2 separate regions of the Mus musculus genome follow, and region 1 is linked to region 2. A link is a contact called in public HiChIP or PLAC-seq data. All regions are on one chromosome and are shown on one strand. The core of a region is the stretch at or near the end of the contact, and the rest is flanking DNA. Distances in the headings are between cores, read along the strand shown. Region 1 overlaps Gm39261 (a long non-coding RNA gene). Region 2 has its middle 27 kb from the start of Sdr42e1.

The links. HiChIP or PLAC-seq counts read pairs in DNA pulled down with a chosen protein or histone mark.
Region 1: a contact with region 2 is called in an H3K4me3 HiChIP or PLAC-seq map of intestinal villus epithelium, with 5 read pairs. The contact joins two enhancer-like sites. A contact is called at or near these places in 1 of 15 datasets of contacts at CTCF or cohesin (embryonic stem cells), 35 of 484 Hi-C or Micro-C datasets (the AML12 cell line, the Ba/F3 cell line, cerebellum and 14 more), 1 of 115 datasets of contacts at active chromatin or transcription factors (intestinal villus epithelium) and 1 of 9 other capture datasets (embryonic stem cells).

The regions. Positions count from the first base shown.
Region 1 is chr8:117,769,790-117,775,680 of GRCm38.p6, reverse strand. It overlaps Gm39261 (a long non-coding RNA gene), which reads left to right. Exons shown (of 4, transcript XR_879241.2): 2 at 30-179; 3 at 1,179-1,295. Among named protein-coding and RNA genes, the nearest start is that of Gm39261, 3.7 kb to the left of the region's middle. Within about 2 kb of position 3,385, at least 39 of the 459 cell types and tissues checked have an H3K27ac peak or open chromatin away from gene starts, as enhancers often do. A contact at or near this core is called in intestinal villus epithelium, where this site is marked.
Region 2 is chr8:117,643,457-117,649,337 of GRCm38.p6, reverse strand. No RefSeq gene overlaps it. Among named protein-coding and RNA genes, the nearest start is that of Sdr42e1, 27 kb to the left of the region's middle. Within about 2 kb of position 3,112, at least 27 of the 459 cell types and tissues checked have an H3K27ac peak or open chromatin away from gene starts, as enhancers often do. A contact at or near this core is called in intestinal villus epithelium, where this site is marked.

The sequences.
Region 1 (5,891 bases), core at 2,136-4,635, 130 kb before region 2:
CCTCCCCCAACCCCGTGCCCCCACCCCAGTTCCTGCTACAGGATCAAGACAAAGAGGAGAGAACGTGGTGGAAATCCTCCAAACTTCCATGTGTTAGGAAACGGAAATCCCCTGGTCGTCAGCCTGTTCTCTGCTCCATTTGCAGGATCTCCAGAGCTGGAGGCTCTGGGGAGGTGGAGGTAACGAAATTCTAACTTTGCCCAGCCACCTACTGCCGCATACACACCCCTGCACTTGTTCTTCCTGCTCGCTTCCACCTTCCCACCTACTGAGCCTGAGACCCAGGCTGATTGCCATTAGGGGGTGACCCTGGATGTGTCCAGCAGCTTTCTCCTCTCCATCTGAAATGGTTTGGTGACTCAGTATCCCCTCCCAGCCAAAACACTTCCCACAACAGTTTAAGCTGTTGAACTGTGGGCCTGTTTGTTACACGGCATTTTGCAGATGTTAGCTAACAGAGTTTGTTATCTATGGAGGTCCTGGGACCCTCGTGAATAGTTGAGAGATGATTCTACCCTAACAGCTGAGGCTGAGGTTGGATGTCCTGTTTCCTTCTTCTGAGGTCTCTTGAATCTGTCCTCTCCTGACTGGCCTTGAGGACACAGCTCAGTAGAGAGCGCATGGGTGCTCAGTAGAGAGGACATGCATGTCACATGCAAAGCCTGGGGTTCGAACCTCAAGAAGAACTCTGACCTCCTGACATGATTTTCAAGCCTTTCACCTGTTTCATGCAAGCCTCTCCTCTCTTCCTCCTCACATTCCATGGTCCACTCTGCAGTTTCAGCCCCATGATGCACCAAGCTAAGTTGTCTGAGGCTTCATGTAAGTGGCTCTCCTCTCTTTCCCCACTTTTCCTTGTTTTAGTCTTCATCTAGCTGCTACCTGCCCAAACCCCACATCACCCTGTATAACATTTCATCTTTGGGGACCTGACTCCTTTCATTCAAGGTTGCCTCTGTGTAATTCCTGTGTGTTCTGCGTTGCAATCCTGCCGTTGATTCCTTTGCCTTGTTGTAGAGTATTCCTTGCTCTGTACATGGGGCATTTGAATTGTTAGAGTGGAATCACGCTCCTGTCACTGTGACTATCGTAGAATATCTTAGGCACCCATATGTGTGCATTTTTCTTGAGCATACACCTAAAAGTAGAATTAATGCTTAAAACGTGGTCCTTTTTAGCTCTGGGAGACACTTCGGATAGTTTCTCATTGGTGCCCCCGTATACCGGAAACCCAGTCAGCAGCTCCTCGGAATGTGACTTCTTCTTACGGCAATGTCTCTGGAGAGATCACTAAGGTTAATAGTGTGTGTACAACCCCCGCATGAATGGTGTCGTTACTTGAAATGAGGACATCTGAACACAGAGGGAGGGCCAGATGAGACAGAGGTAGAAAATAGCCACCTAAAAGTTTGTACCCTTCATTGGTAAGATGGGCTAAGGAGGTGGCACATTTGCCTAGCCATGTAAGGCCGGGGATCCAGCCGCCAGAACTGGAAAAAGCAAACAGGAGGGCCAGCGGGATGGCTCAGTGGATAAAGGTACCTGACCACCCGAGTGTGGTCCCATGGAAAGAGAGAACCTGAAAGCTATCCTCTGACCTCTATACATGTTCCACGGCCCACACATGCCCTTGCACGCACACGCACGCGCGCGCACACATACACACACACACACACACAGAGCATATTTAATATTTTTTAACTGAACAAGTAAGATCATGGAGGAAAACACCTCACCCCCCCTTGATTCCTTCGCCTTGGTCTTCCAGCCTCCAAACTGAAGCAGATATATTTCTGCTCTTGCATCCATCCAGCCTGTGGTGCTCCGCAGACACGTGGAAATCCTAGCACACCACCATCAAGGTCTGATCATCCAGGTTGCCCTGTGCCCTCCAATGATGTTTGGATCAGCGGCCTCGTTTACTTTAGGCATAGTGGTTTCAGGAAATGAAAATTCCTGGAGATCTGCACTGCCCTGACGGGTAGGGCTATTCTTCATGGGTCTATTATTGTGACCAGCATGTTACAGTCAGCTCACCTGAGCCCTTTAGCATGCTGCACTATTCAGCCTTCATCTTTAAAGGACACAATACTAAAGGGCCTAAGAGAGGGCTCTTCAGTTGAGTGCTTGCTGTTATTGCTGAAGACCAGAGTTCAATTCCCAATACCATCATCGGGTGACTCACAACTGCCTGAAACCCTAGCTCCAGGGGATCCAACACACTCTTCTGGTGCACTCTTCTGGTGTACATGCACGCACACACGCACGCACATGTACACACACACACACACACACACACACACACACACGCATACACCCACAGGTTCAATGTTAGGCAACCAAGTCCCCATTTTCCTGCTTTATAACCCAGCTCCTCCCCCACACTCAGTCTCTCTTTGCTAAGTCAGAGAAGAGCCTGAAATCCAGTCTAAACTCCTCACCAAGGCAGGCATCCTCAGAACTGTACCCTAAGTGGGCCCCCTTTTACTAATTTCTAATAGGAACTGCAGAGGCCTGAGGCTGCATTGGAACGTGGGGAGGACAGGGAAGAACTCCGGATTTGACTGGATTTGGAATCCCTGAGACAGACAGAATCTCAGAGACCTAGATCTCTACAAGTGTCTCTTCGTAGCAAAGAAAGGAATGACCTGGCATTCTAGGATGCCCATCACATGATGCTCGGTGAACTACTGTGAACCCAGCCTCCATCCCATAAGTCCCAGCCCTCCCTCAGCTTTGGCCACACCCACCCTCACTTTCTCATGGCAGGTCTGCAAGAAGTCTACACTCTGGTATTTCAAAGCCAATGCTTGTGATCCTGACCTTGCTGTGCCTCGCCCCAGCCAAGAACACTGGCTCCTCCTTGTGGTCTAGCACCTGCAGACTCACACATCCTAGTGGGGCTGAATGGAGCCTCACTTCCTCAGATTCTGGCTGTAGCCACTTCTATAGTATGTCTAGGCATAGAGGATGTCTGAGTCAGAGCCTCCCTGGCATCCTGAAAGGTCACAGTCATTTGTGGAGACCTGTTAGCTCTCTTACAGGTCCTGGCCGGTGCAAGGGTTTCCTGTTCATTTCTGAAGCACCAGTGGTGGCCGGGTTGGTGGGTGGACTATATACTAGAGGTCTGGTCCTCTTTGCCATCTTCTTGCTGGTTTGAAACAGCTAACATGAGGAACCACTGGTTACTGGGCTCATAAAGTTCCTGTTCTCAGTTCACCCAAGGTAAATTATCAAGAAAAACTTGTTGGGAAATGCAGCAATAGCTCAGCAGTTAAGAGCAGGTATTGGTTTTGCAGAAGACCCACCCATTTGGTGCCTGGCTGCTCACCACAGCTTGCGCTCAAGATCCAAGGGAATCTCATGCCCTCTTGTGGCCACTGTGGGTATCTACACTCACATACTTCTGCATACCTACACAATTTAAAATAAAGCTACTCTTAGGCAGAGCAAAAGAGAGGAAGAGACAGACAGAAACTTGTTGCTCTGAGTGTGATGGTTCACACTGAAATTCCAGCAGTCCAGATGCTGAGGTAGGAAGATAGCAAGGTTCGAGGCCAGCCTGGGCTACATAGCAAGACTCTGTCTCAAGACGATCACTGTGTGGTTGAAGGAGCTGACGGTGCTGTGGGGAATCAAAACTTGGTTCCTTCCTGTTTCGGGGACAAACGGGCTAGATCCTGACTTTGGTGTGTGTTCCTTGGTCAGACAGAAATGAAGGAGCAGCCAGGAGCTTCGGAACAAAACACATTTACATTCTTATCAGGTTGTGTGAGATATAAAATACACGAGCCCAATAAAGAAATTATGAAACAATGTCTCCAGCCTCAGGGCTGACTGCCTGGCTCTGGAATACCAGCTCCAACTACGTTAGTCATCTTCTCCAGGACTATAACAAATACCTGAGACAAACTTGGGTTCACAGTTAGTGCGCTTCTTATCAATAAGCAGTTGGCCTTATTACTTTGGGCCCGAGATAAGCAACACATGGTGGGGTGTCTATCAGGGAAAAACCAGCAGTGACTGGGAAGAAAGAGAGAGGGGTGGGAATGTGCCTCCTACAGGACACACACACACACACCTTAAAGGCATATCTTGTTGGCCTGAGACTTACCATACCACTAGGGCAAACTTATTTTTATAATATAATATTTTTCAGCTCACTGAGAAGGTCATACAATACATGCAATATATTTCAGTCCTATTCACACACCACTCCCCCTACTAACTCCTCCCAGAACTGTCTCCCTTCTGACTTTATGTCCTGTTATTTTTCTAAGCTACCCAGTGCAGTTTGTGCTGCCCGCATCTGCAGAAGTGGTAGGCGACCGGCCCACAGAAGCATGGCCACACCCTTAAAGAAAACAGGCCCTGCCTAGCTCTGTAGCCATGAACTGTCAAGAACTCTTCAGCGAGGGGTGAGAGTTCATGAACCCCTCCCACTGCTGTGCTACAATGTTGCCTGGCTTGATTTTGTGCCGGTCTTGAGCAGTCAACCTTGGCTCCTGAGAGTCCACAAATGTAGAGGTCCTATCCCGGAGACATTGTCTCTCTCAGCTCCTTCCTGACTTCTGACTCTTACACTCTCTCCCTATCCTTTTCCCAGGTCTTCCCTGAACCCTGGAGGGATGATATGTATGCTTCATTTATTAGAGCACACGTCACAGAGTTTCCCTACCCTTCAATAGCACCAAGCTGGCACATATGAGCCTAAGGGGGGGGGGGGGGATAACAAGACCCAAACCATGTAGCAGCTTTCTATAATTGATGTTTATAGGGTGTATCTTTTTTTTAAAAAAATCTCTGTTTCTCCTCTTGACATCCTCCAATTTTCACTGGCTATGTGATTATTAATTCTCTCTTTTTAAGATTTATTTATTTTAATGTATATCAGTATACCATTGCTGTCTTCAGACACACCAGAAGAGGGCATCAGATCCCATGACAGATGGTTGTGAGCCACCATGTAGTTGCTGGGAATTGAACTCAGGACTTCTGGAAGAGCAGGCGGTGCTCTTAACCACTGAGCCATCTCTCCAGCATGTGGTTATTAATTCTTAAGAACCTACAGTTGTCTCCCTTCCCCTGTGGAGTGTCGGTGCCGATCTCCCATAGATAACAAGCACCTTATTCATTCATTTATTTATTTATTTTGCACTCTATGTGTGCACACTCTCCAACGCAGTCCTCATTGTGTCTAAGTGAGCTAGAATACCTCCTGCCATAGGGTTGCTAGGGCTAGAGAAGTTATGCTGTCCCATTAGGCAATGGCAGAAAGGAAATGGCCTACATAGTTAATACAGATGAAACTTTTTCCTGGGTATTTTCAGCCACAGATGGCTGGATCCACAGGTGCAGAGGGCCAACTGTATCTTTCTGTGTCCTGGGTTCTGGGAGTGTCAGCCTGTCTCTTTTGTTTTGGTTCCCCTCCCCACTCCTGCGGCTTCTCACTCGGTGCTGTCAATCCGTGGTCTGACTATGTGAGAGTGTCTCATCTCAGATATTAGATCCCCAGCGACGGAAAGCAAGCGCTGGCCATGAAGAGAAGGGTCGAGACACCACCGCCCTTTCCCTGCACGCACAGTACAATGCTGTGCATTCACAGCCTCGCCCTGACCCTCTCTCTGTCTCCTCACAGTCTTCTTCAGCTCTCCATTCACAGCTGTCCCGAAAGGGGAACGGCATGTCCCTTTTCATCATCTCACCAAGGACAAGAAAGAAAGGCCTGTGATGGGACAGAATTACTGTTCTCTTAGATTATTCAGAACGCTAATGAGCCATCTTCCTCCCAATTTCCTAAGGAAATATGAATGTCGAGTGTAATTTCCAAACAAGAAATCTTGACAATTTGAACACTGGGTAACTGTGAAGAAGAGCATTTCCACGAAGGG
Region 2 (5,881 bases), core at 1,863-4,362:
TTACATTTATTGATTTGAGTGTCTTGAACCTCTTTGTATTCCTGGAATTAAGCCAATACGATTACGGTGTGTGATCTTTCTATTGTGCAGATGAATTTAATCTGCAAATATTTTCTTGAAGACTTTTGCCCCTTGATCATTAGAGGTTTTCTTTTGGTTGTTGCCCTTGTCCAGGTTTGGTGGGCATCGTGTTGTCTTATTTTCTGTATGTTTTACATTTCCACATTAGGGTTTATGTGTCTGTTGGAATGACTCCATCTTCCCCTGTGTGTAAAGACTTTCTCAATAAGCAGCTTTTTCCTTGTGGTGTGAAGTGTGGTGTCGATTCCTGTGTCATAATGATAAGTATGTTCCCAGCTGAGCCCTGTAGGGGATCCTTCTCTGTAGCCCCTTTAGCTGGATTTGAGGACCATGTACATCAAATCCACGACAAAGACCCACTGTCTGCAGGTCTTAACAATCATTCAAAGTGGTGTGGCATAGACAACAGAGCATAAGGTTTGTGTTCTATGTAGTTGTCAAATAGTGGGAGTGTAGCCTCTATCAGCTGACAGAAGCTTCCTCCGACATCCTGGCAATTAGCTGTGATTTTGAGGCTGGCCATGGTGGTAGACTAAAGCCTTTGTCCTCTAATTAGACTTCAGTCCACATCCAAAAGTTCTATTGGGCAAGTAAACACAGCTCCCTCCTGCAGGACTCATGACCAGGCTTGTCGGCAATGAACACCTTGACAGGCAGTGTGTGCCTGTGCAGGTGACTGACGGGCAGTATCAGGAGACCTGTATTTCTCCTCTCTGCTGCTCCTGTGAGAGTAACCAGACAGGAGTGAGACCTCAAAGCTTTCGTCAATGTGCCTGTCTGGAGACCTGCCCAACAGGGAGTTTTTGTCCCTTATTCTTTGGTTGATTGGTTGGTTGGCTTTAAGACAAGGTCTCACATAGCCCAGGCTGGCCTCAAGCTGGCTTAGGCAGCTGAGGGTGTCCTTGAACTCCCAATCCTACTGCCTCTACCTCCCAAGTGCTGGATCACAGGAGAGCACCACTATACCCTGACCCCTAACCTTTCTCTTTTTTCTCCTTCATTTTTTTAATCTTTTTATTTTTGAGATTATAATACAAGTACATTTCTCCCTTCCCTTCCTTCAAACCCTCCCATGCAACCCCTCCCCACTCTCCTTTAAATCTATGGCCTCTCTTTTATTGTTATTACATCCATATACATATTTATTCTGAACTATGACCTGCTTAGACTGTGCACTGTTATTTGTCTGTTTTCAGGATTGAGTATTTGGCACTGGGCAACCAATCGGCGTGCTCTTCCGCGGGGAAAGTCATGTCTCTCACTCCTAATTTCCTTCAGGTGCCTGTAGCTCTTCATGTACGACTGAGGCCTCTTGGGCTCTCTCCTGTCCCCTTGGGCTTGTCCGTTGGCATAGACCTTGTTCGGCATGCATTTAGACGGTCATGTTGGTGAGACTTTGGGTGTAGCTTCTAATATCACCAGGGGACACAATATCACAGCATATCCCCTGATCCTCTGACTCTGAGTCTTTCTGGGCTTCCCATCCTGATGTTCCGTGAACCTTAGGTGTGGGAGTGTTTTCAAAGATGTGTCCGTTGTGACTGGACTCCACAGTTCTGCATTTCATTTGGTTGTGGTTTTCTGTAGTGTGTATAGCTGGTTGGGGATTTGGGGGAGCGGGGGTGAAGAGCTGGGTATAGCCAGAGTTCCAGTGGATCCCCAGATCTCCCCCAGGGAAGGGATAAGGAGACAAAGGAACCCAAAATTTTGTTCTAGGAAAAGACATGGGTATCAAACAATCTGTTTCCTGCTGTCCTCAGCCCTGGCATGCCTCCAGAGCCACACAGGGCGTTTCATATACCTGGTCTCAGAAGGCTGATTCTCGGTAGCAGCACCCTCCAATTCCTTCCCATGAAGCAGTCTGCACCTCTCAGGTGTTTATGTCCCGGTCACCCCACCTGCCAAGGCAGTACTGCGAAATATCCATGAGTCTAAAACTGAGAAGGTATGGAACATCGTGGCTCAGGAGCAGCACAAATTCAGCCCATAGGACCCACCTCCAGATAGCCCCTGGCTATGGCACCTTAAGGGTTTGTGGAAGATGCAGAGAGACAGACATTCCAGGTCGTTCACCTGTTTAGGATGTGTGTCTGTCTGTAAGGCTCTGGCTTCACCTGAGCAACTTTCTGGAACTCTGTGTCCGCCCCCCCCCCAACCCCACTACTGGAATTTTAGCGCAAAGGTACAAGCTCGGGGGTGGGGGTGGGGTCCTGTGGACTGGGCTCAGCCATCTGTCCATCCCAATATGTCCCAACTAATGAAGGAACAGAACAGGGAAGTTTAACCAATGTGGCCACGTTGAGTAGAACAACTGAGAATGGGGTCCAGTGACACCCCCCTCCCGGCCCCCCAAGCCTATCTTCGGGGAACTGACCTGAACTTTCCGTTTAAATAGTAGACAAACTAGGGCGGGGTGCAAGAGCTGTGCGTGACAAAGCACTGCAGATTGAGGTGTGAGCTGGCTTGCTCTGTACCTCAGTTCTGCCTCTGCAAGGTTGTTGAACGGGTTATCACTGTCCTCTTTGGATGGAGCAAGCTAAAAAACACAAGCTTCTAGGCCCTGCTCCAGGGCACACCTCCCCACCAGCGATATCTGCCCTCTTTTAGAGGGTAGCCTGACATGTGGCTGTTGTTCCTGTAATCCGGGGTGACTTCTGGCTCAGGACTGGAGACCTTAGATGCCTCTGAAACCCTTCCCTGCCCCTCCCCGGGCCCCACCTCTGTGTGTCTAGGTACCTTTGGCCTTGAAGAGAGATAAGATGAGATAGCTCCTACCAGTTGTCTTGTAAACACCACCACCCAGCCAGTAAGTAACCTGTCTTGCACTCAGAGTTAAAAACAGCAATGGTGGGATATAAAATGAAGGCAGAGGTACCGGCCTTTCAACCTGCTGTGACATATATTGCGTGCCCAAATGAGAGAATGTTTTTTAACAGTATAAATTCAGGGCCTAGAGAGATGGCTCAGTGGATAGGAGCACTGTCAGCTCTTACAGAGAAGCCAAGTTTGGTCCCCAACACCAAGGCAACTCACAGCAGTTCTGGGGATCTATTGCCCTCTTCTGGCCTCTATAGGCACTGCATGCATGTGGCATTCCTACATACATGCACACAAAACACTCATACACATATAAAAATTAAAATTGGTATAACTATAAACCAGCTTTGAGGGGAGAAGACCTATTTTGTATATTTATAGTAGAATGCACTAAGAAACCCTAAATTCTGGATTGCAATAGTATTCAGCCATCACTGTGTGTAGAATTTCCCTTGCTAAAGAAAGTGTTACCTTTGTCAGTGATTCTCTGAGGTTGCCAGCAACTAGACCGACTGGCTGGTTGGAGAGTGGGTCTTCTGATGTGGGGCAGTCTAAAAGGATGTACTTCATGAAACACAGATAAATACGAGGAAAGACACAGGGTGAAACCCAGGCGCCCAGTTTCTGACTGTATCTATAACAAACAAAGAATAACAGCCATCTATCAGACTGTGACCATTTGGGCAAATTCCTCCCATAAGCAGCCATTTTGCAGAAGAATAAATATTGATACAGATTGTGTCACACAATGCTACATTGATAAAACTCCCAGTATCAACACTGAGGTCATAGCAAGATTGCTCATAGGTGCTATATATAGTTCAGCCAGCAACCCAGAGAGCATTTCCATGTTTTTTTTTTTTAAGACATTTTCAATGCATTCGAGTGGACGTTTGTGTTTTAGTAAAGTAGGCACTCCTAACTCCCAAAGCACTATTTGTTTTCGTTTCTTAATGGTAAATATTTTGTTTTTCCGTTTCCTCGGAGCTGAGCATGTAATTTGAATGTCGGTCTCTAGGTAGCTCTTCCTTCCAATGGCTGTCCCTGGAAAAATCAACGTGACAGCTCTAAGCAACACACTGTCTTTCCCATTGTGCTGATGGCTCTCGTTATTCTGCTAATTTAGGAAGTGCAGTTTTGTTGAGGGCCAGCCCTGGTAAGGATGGAGATCACGCCTCGCAGAAGTCCTGTTCCCGGCAGGTCTCTGAGGGCTCCACGGTGTGAGTGTTTTGCTTTGTGATTTAATACATGCTCCACTTTGGAGCAGGTTCCATGTGCTACTTAAAAGAATCCCCACTCTGCGGCTGCTGGATAGAGTGTTCTATGCATTTCGGTTGAGTGCTTTGACCTATAGAATAATTTATGCTTCTTTGTTGCTCTTTTGAAAGGGTTTGAATAGTGAATCCATTAGTAAGGATAGGATGTAAATGCCCAAGTATCATTTACGGGAGCTTGTCTGTAGGTCTACCTGTGTTTATACATACATACATACATACATACATACATACATACATACTACATACATATAATCTTAGATCTTAGGCTGGAGTGTTGGCTCAGCCATTGAGAACACATTATCCTTCTTGCAGAGGACTGAAATTCAGTGTACAGCATCCACATTGGGCCACTCACAAGCACCTGTAACTCCAGCTTAGGGGACCCAACGCCCTCTTCTGGCCTCTGGGGACACTGCACACACATACACACATACAGACACACTCATACAGAGACACAGAGACCGACAGACAGACAGACACACACACACACTTTAAAATCAAATCATTTTAACATTGAGTTATCCATAGTCTTGTAATGCTATCCTGTTGGTTTGCTCTCTTGACCACAACTCAGTGACCATCTTTTCCTGTCTCACTGTCTGTCTGAAAGTCTGCTCTGTCAGTTGTGAGCACAACTACTCAACTACAATTGATTTTGATTTTGAATTCTTTTTTTTTTTTGTCCTCTCAGCACAGTGTTGGGTCATAACCCTTTCAGCCAGTCTGTGCATACATATTGTAAATGAGCAACTGGGACCATTTACACTCAAGTTATTGGTGGAAAATAGGGACTTATTCCTGTGATTTTTAAAAAATTACCTCATTTGAGATACTCTTTTATTTTGATTGGTTGTTTGTTTGGTTGGTTGGTTGGTTTGCTCTTTTTTGTTATTTATTTTTCATTAGATATTTTCTTTATATACATTTCAAATGCTATCTCGAAAGTTCCCTATATCCTCCCTCCACCCTGCTCCCCTACCCACCCACTCCCCCTGCTTGGCCCTGGCATTTCCCTGTACTGAGGCATATAAAGTTTGCAATACCAAGGGGCCTCTCTTCCCAATGATGGCCAACTAGGCCATCTTCTGCTACATATGCAGCTAGAGATATGAGCTCTGGGGGTACTGGTTAGTTCATTGTTGTTCCACCTATAGGGTTGCAGACCCCTTTAGCTCCTTGGGTACTTTCCCTAGCATCTCCATTGGGGGCCCTGTGTTCCATCCAATAGGTGACTGTGAGCATCCACTTCTGTATTTGCCATATGAGACAGCTATATCAGGGTCCCTTCAGCAAAAATCTTTCTGGCATATGCAATAGTGGGTTGGTTTACTCTTTATGGCTTGATGGTCTAGTGTATTGTTCGTGTTTGATTATTCTCTGCTCTCACCTGTGTTCTCTACTCCAGTTAGACTAGTGTCTTTACTGTATCTTCATGCTCTTTCTCTTTCATCCATGTCTACATGACAGAGTCCCTTACGCATGGTTTCTAAGGTCTTGAACCCGCTCAGTTGGTGCTCACCTTGGAACTTCTTGGAAGCTCTGCTTTTGTCCCTTGGTTCTGAAAAACATCTTTCTGAATGTTGCTCCAAGGTCTTCAATTCTCTTAGTGTCCCTCTACCTTGAACCGACTTTAGAATAGACTTTCTTCTGTTCTTAAGATAGACTTTCTGGCTATGTCAACCTTGATTGGCAATTAGTTTTCATTT